2 separate regions of the Oryzias latipes genome follow, and region 2 is linked to region 1. Evidence: chromatin contacts called from public Hi-C data. All regions are on one chromosome and are shown on one strand. The core of a region is the stretch at or near the end of the contact, and the rest is flanking DNA. Distances in the headings are between cores, read along the strand shown.

Region 1 (3,106 bases), core at 264-2,763:
TGGATAATTTATAAAGTTAAACTATTGTCAGTTGAATTCTTTTTGGGGAAACAGACTCCCTGTTACTGTAAAATGCCTGAATGTGTGTTTATATTAAACCCCCAAATATTTGTTATAGTGGGTCAAAAAAGTATTAAGTCAACCACCAATAGTGCAAATTGTCCCACTTAAAAAAAGATATGAGAGGCTTATATTTTTGATCATAGAAACACTTCAACTATGAAAGACAAAAGGAGAAAAAAACTAGAAAATCCAATTTAGCTGTTTTTACATAATAATAATAATAATCATAATAATCATAATAATAATAATAATAATAATAATAATAATAATAATAATAATAATAATAATAATAATAATAATAATAATAATAATGATAATAATAATAATAATAATCTCATCATAAAAACTGGCAGGATCCCTCACACTCCCTAGTTGTGGCTTAATTGCTGCTCAAACATTTAAATAATTTTCTTAGTATTTGCTTTAAAAAAACAATCTAGGATCTTGGTTGCACAATTTAAACAGTCTAAAGAACTGAGAACAAAACAGAGCAGAGCAACAGTAAAGTCAGACGTCACAAGTTCCTCTTTTGGAAATTGTGATTGGTCGGATCAGCTGAACACATCCATGCAAAGTTAACTGTTAACTCCTAATGAGCCATTCAACTGGTCCTTGTGCCCATATATATAAATGCTCAGGGGGAAATGTATTTACATGAGCTTGTATGCTCGACTCCATTAAAGATATGACTCCATCTGTTCAGTTTTTAGCATCAGACATGTTTTATATAAAAATGAAACAGGTGGTAAACAAATCTGCCGACCACAAACTCACATCTGTTTAATCCATAAAATGGCCACCTTTGAATTTGAATCTTACTTTATTTCAGTCACAATATTTTTGGTATAAGCTGTACTCACAGACTGATCTGAAAGTTTATTATTTACTCAATGCAGGCTGTAATCTCTTTCCTTTTGGATTTAAGAAGTATTTCCTTAAAGCATTGGAATTTTTAGGAAGGGTTTAGAATTAATCCAATGTTTAGCTTATTTTTTGTTATTAGAAGACTGGGAAACTATTTTTGATCTTTTGACAACTACACAAATGTTTCAGAACACCCCAACAATCCGGTAAAGTCTAATGAAGAGTTTGAAATGATACCAAAACTTCCTGAAGCCCAAGGTAATATTTTTCCTTTTCATACTTTTGTAATTTTTTATCAGCTGACCTGTAAGCAGTCATCTGAATAAATTAAGCATCTTTTTAAAGAAAAACCTGTCTGTAGTGTCTGGATCTTTCGTTTCAGGTTCATATGAACTCAGAGCATATGCATCCTTGCAGAAATCTATGTTTTAATTATGATAATTATGCTGTTCTGGGCAATTTGCCTGTTCACACTCCAGATAATTTCAGATACTTCAGCCATTTTTGATCTGCAGTCCTGCAGGGAGTTATTATACTGTTTCCTGCAGGTTGCATCTTTCCAACCCGAGGAGGACATTTTTGGACTAGACCATCCGTGGTACAGGAGGAGCCAGGAGGTGTGAAGCTGGGAGGATCAGGGAGCAGCCATGACGTCACCAGAGTTTAAAGTGGGCCGCGCTTCGTCCGAAGAGAGGAGAGGGAAGACGGGAGGAAGGAGCTGCGGTCATCTGGTCTCACCTGCTCGGGTTTAAGTCCAGAAACTACCTGCAGCCAGAGTTTCAAGGCTTCCTGAAGATGAAGGAGTGTGTCGCGCAGTGACTCCTCTTGTGTTTGCAAGCGTCAACTTTTCCATTGGAAGGATGCTGAAACAAAGGGTGAGTTGGACGCTTTCCCCAGAAAATCGGTGTTGAGTGAGTCGTCAGGGCAGCCTAATGATGCTGCAGCATGCGGGTCGTCCCCGCCGCCGCCGCCGCCGGGCTCCCACTGCTGACAATCGGCTGTGCAGATGTTGATGAACGACATCAACTAGAAACACATGCATTTCCAGTGGACAACTGTGAACTTTGCAGTGTTTTTACCTTTTATTTTTATTTCCCTGGCGTTAGGAGAGAAGTGCTGCTGGTTGATATGACAAATGGAGCTTTCTAGTTAATTGTTGGCGAGTCTCTGTCACTTGAAAACGTGCCAAGGAAAAGAGCTATCTAATTTCCCAGAGTGTGAACATCAAGGTATTGCAGCATGTCTAATGTTTTGTTTTTACTCACCCTCCCAGGTGTTTGACACCAAACTGATAAAAAAAAAACTGCTTTGGTGCATTGAACGCTCAGTACGCATGAGTGGGCTAATTGATTTTCGCTTTTTTGGTCATTTTTAGATAAGTTTGCCTCTTGTGGTTGAATGCAATGTTTTATTGTTTGGATTTATTTTAACTGCAACACATTCCTGCTGGTCATTTGTGCTGTTTGTTTGTTTTTTTGGGGGCCCAAACAAGCACCAGGACTCCTATAAAACACTAGGTAAATCCCGACTTAAAAGTGAACGTGGTGACGGAAATTTTTAACACTTTGCAGATTCCTGCTCATCTATTTTTCAGCCGCTAGATGGCAATAGAGTGCAAGTTGTAACCACTGATTAAACTTGCATTAGTCTCTACTGCAATCAGATATGCACCATTGTGTGATAATGAAATCATTACAGATGCTGATTTCCTGTGTGAGAATAACCCAAAACAAACAGAGCAAGGCGCTTCTTTGTAAAACCCATGACTTATATCAAATAACTGGTTAGTGCTTTCTGCACACAAACACGCACACTCATGAGTCTCCGCAAAAGCCAGACTCTTGTTTTTGCTCAGCTGGAGCTGCATAAATTGTGGCAGATGCTCTGGATGGGCTCTGTGTATTATAACAATTTATCATAAAACAGTTTATTACAAATGCACCTTGTCACAACAGCCATGCAGGTTTGGTTTCAACTCTGGCTCTATACCAGGAGGTTTTCAAAGAGCCAATTTTTGTTTATATTTCTAAGTGGGGTGATATTTTGTTTGTCTATAATTACACTTCAGCATCATTCCTCAGTCAACATCATCACCATTGCAAACATCCAGATGTGCACATCTATTATTTACATTATCTTATCAAGTTTTTTCAAGTATAGTTTTCAGTTGAATTTATGT
Region 2 (3,214 bases), core at 611-3,110, 66 kb after region 1:
TACAGGTTAGTCTGTTTTTTTTTTGGAATGTCTTTTTTATTTTTTAAGATCACCTCATCCATACATAGAGCAGGTACGTAGTATAAAAAGTTGCTCATGTGCTCTGAGAGCAGAAGCTAAAAAGTCAGAGAGATATTTGCTGTTACTTTCATTTCGTGCAAAGCAGACAGTTGGACCTCTGGTAGTTTCTCTGTAAGAAACCTTCTTTGAAGAGACTTCAGGCTTCTGTCTGTCTTTTTTTCTTCTCTGTCACTCCGTGTCCATAAACCCTCCATTTGTCACATATACAGAGTTGTGCAATACCCTGTCCCCAGTCATTTTCAAACAGTAAGGACAGTCACTGATTCCCCCCTTTTATTTTGTCTGCTTCTGCAGAACCTCGCACACACTTCAACATGTGTTGCCCTTCTTTTGATGTCCAAAGCTCGTCTCCTGACTTAATCAACCCCTCCATCCCATCAGTTTCAACGTTTCCTCTCTTTTAGTCTTTCACGCCTGCTCTGCTGTGGATACACTGTGACATTAGTCTCCGGAGTTTAGTTCAGGTTTAATTTAAAGGAACTGCTCTAATGCCACTTTAATGGCAACACCTTCCTCAGATATTCCCACTCAAAGGAAATTTTAAATGAAGTCTCAAACATGGCTGGTGGATGAGAGTCTGCATATTCCTCATGCACATATGAGTGTTTGACGCTAAATATGTGTGTGTGGGGCTGCATTGTTATACATTATTTTACATTTTTGAAGCTCTGCATGTAGCGCACTGTGTACCCTTCTTCCTTTCATCCGGCTTTTCTGAGAAGCCGAGAGGAAACGTGTTGCTCTGATGGATGTGTTAATGCATTCGTGCGCGCAGAGAGAACCCTGCGAGGATGCTGTGTTTTTCCAATTGTTGGTTGGAGCTGTACCAAACACTGACACTTCCAGACTGCGCTCTTGTAGCCCGAGCACCTCCCTTCAGCTCCACACACAACCCCAGCTTTGCTGAAAGAGAATGGGAGACAAGCTTTGGCTCTCTGGAGGTCCAACCCTGTTAATCAACACAGTACATTGGCAAGAAGCCCCAGTCAGATCAAAAATAAAATACATTTGGAAAGAAGGAAAGGAGTGTGAAAGATGGGCTGTGCTATAAAAAAAACACACTTTTCAAACCGAAGAATCTTCTTTTTTTATTACTAAAATCAGTTGAGGGTCCATGCCTGCTAAATAGCCATGCATAGATCGGATAAATGCAGGGATAATATGATGCAGTTCTGTGAAGATGCGTCTTTATAGATATTCTGCTCGGAAATGTGACTGCACTCCAGCTTTTCGCCCTCTTGCACTGTGCGTTCACAGAGTATTCGTTTTGTTAACATGCCTGCAGGAATCCACTGTGACAACGTGTGCCTGCAAGGCTTCTGGGGACCCAACTGTTCGTTCAGCTGTTCCTGTCAGAACGGAGGCTCCTGTTCTCCTGAGGATGGCACATGTGTGTGCGCACCTGGATACCGAGGGACCTCATGCAAAAGAAGTGAGCCTCTTCCTCATGTTAAGGCAGCTCCTCTTCATCTAAGACATGAAGAAAAAAAGAATTGTGTGACACTGGTAACACTACAGAAACACACCCCATCACAGTCCTGACCTTGTTTTGATCTTTGAAGAATTGTTAAAGGGTGAGCCAACTGAGCTGAGGCACTTGGCTGTTGGTCATAATAACTTGAGTGTAAATCCTTCCACACAACTATCATTTAATCACGTCAACCCCCCCCCCCCCCAACCCCCTTCTCCCTACAACACCCCCTGGACACACACACAAGCACACACTCCTCTCACTCCCACACTGTCCTTAACAACCAGCTCACAGTGGGAGATTCACAGTCCTCGCCTGAGGCTCATCAGTGGGCATGCTCACTGGGAGCAGCAGCTCTGCTTTCTGAATGGGGTCTGTCTGAAGTCGCTCTCAAGTGAGGAGCTTGCTGATTGGGAGCAAGAATCGCACTTACAGACCAGTAAACATCATCTTGAGTAGAACATAAGATTTAAACAAACCACACATGTTTTTCCTCTTTGTGAGAAATGATAACTTCATTCAAATATACACAGGTAATTTAGCTATCAGGTAGAAACCACATGGCTGCAGCTTTGTGGTGTATTATTCCAGGCAAGTTTCAATCGGAGGATTGTTCCATCTCCAAAAGCGGATACATATTTGCTTGCTTAATGCTCAAAATAAGTTCTTATTAGATTATATTTTCATTTAAAAGGTGTTGATCAATAATTTTTTTGTTAGTTTTTTGTAAAATGTCTAGGTCAAACGTAGAATTTTAATACAAGACGCTCATATGTAGAACTCACAGCCCTTATTTTATGGTTGCACAACTAATAACTTTACATATATATTACTAGTAATATTACACTCAGACTCTGAAAATTCTCTTAACTTTCATATTTAAAATAAAACCTGCATTATTAACGCAGTTGTGTTTCCTGATATATTAAACCATAAAACTTCTCTCAAGACCTGTCATAAAGCAGACTTTTGCAGTTCCCCTAACTCTTTTACTATTCTATCTGTGACTGCAGATAAATTGACATTGATTACAATAATAACTGACTTTTCTGCTCTTGCTGGCCTTTTGCTGTCTCTCTTTTTTCTCTTTTTAATTCCTCCATCCATGATTTTTCTCTGCTCCCTTGATCGCTCTTATGCTGCATCTCATAATTATATACCTCTTGTTCCATCCAACGCTCATGACTGATTTTCTGTCCTCTACTAACACGCTCTGCTGCGTGCAGCCTGTTCGCCGGGGTTCTACGGGCACCGATGCAGCCAGACGTGTCCACAGTGTGTGCACAGCACCGGGCCATGCCATCATGTCACCGGTCAGTGTGAGTGCTTGTCCGGCTTCTCTGGCTCTCTGTGCAATCAAGGCAAGTAGTCCTCTAAATTCTTCTGACCTTTTGCTGCAGTTTCCTTTTTGGCAAAGTAAATCAACTCTTGACATTTTAGCTTTCACTATGAGAAAACAATAACCCAAAATGTATATTTAGGGTTGAAAATCACACAGCGCCTCATTAGTAAACAATTAAATGGTACTTCTGGATTGGAATTAAACAATTTCTCCAACAGTTTAGTGTCCGTTGTTTAAGTGTTCCATGTTTACAATGCCATCAGGTTGCCAAAAGTGCTTCACAAAAAATATAGATAAAAGGAAAATAAAAAAACTAAGAC

Evidence for each region. A called contact is a pair of places that touch in the nucleus more often than the background predicts.
Region 2: a Hi-C map of gastrula embryo shows a contact between it and region 1, with 2.3 times the contacts expected there. The contact joins the enhancer-like site here to the promoter of LOC101171576 in region 1. A contact is called at or near these places in 5 of 5 Hi-C or Micro-C datasets (embryo, fibroblasts and gastrula embryo).

What each region holds. Positions count from the first base shown.
Region 1 is chr6:16,504,337-16,507,442 of ASM223467v1, forward strand. It overlaps LOC101171576 (multiple epidermal growth factor-like domains protein 11), which reads left to right and starts at 1,514. Exons shown (of 26, transcript XM_020704033.2): 1 at 1,514-1,802.
Region 2 is chr6:16,570,046-16,573,259 of ASM223467v1, forward strand. It overlaps LOC101171576 (multiple epidermal growth factor-like domains protein 11), which reads left to right. Exons shown (of 26, transcript XM_020704033.2): 16 at 1,367-1,513. Among protein-coding and RNA genes, the nearest start is that of dennd4a, 22 kb to the right of the region's middle. Within about 2 kb of position 1,861, at least 1 of the 8 cell types and tissues checked has an H3K27ac peak or open chromatin away from gene starts, as enhancers often do. A contact at or near this core is called in gastrula embryo, where this site is marked.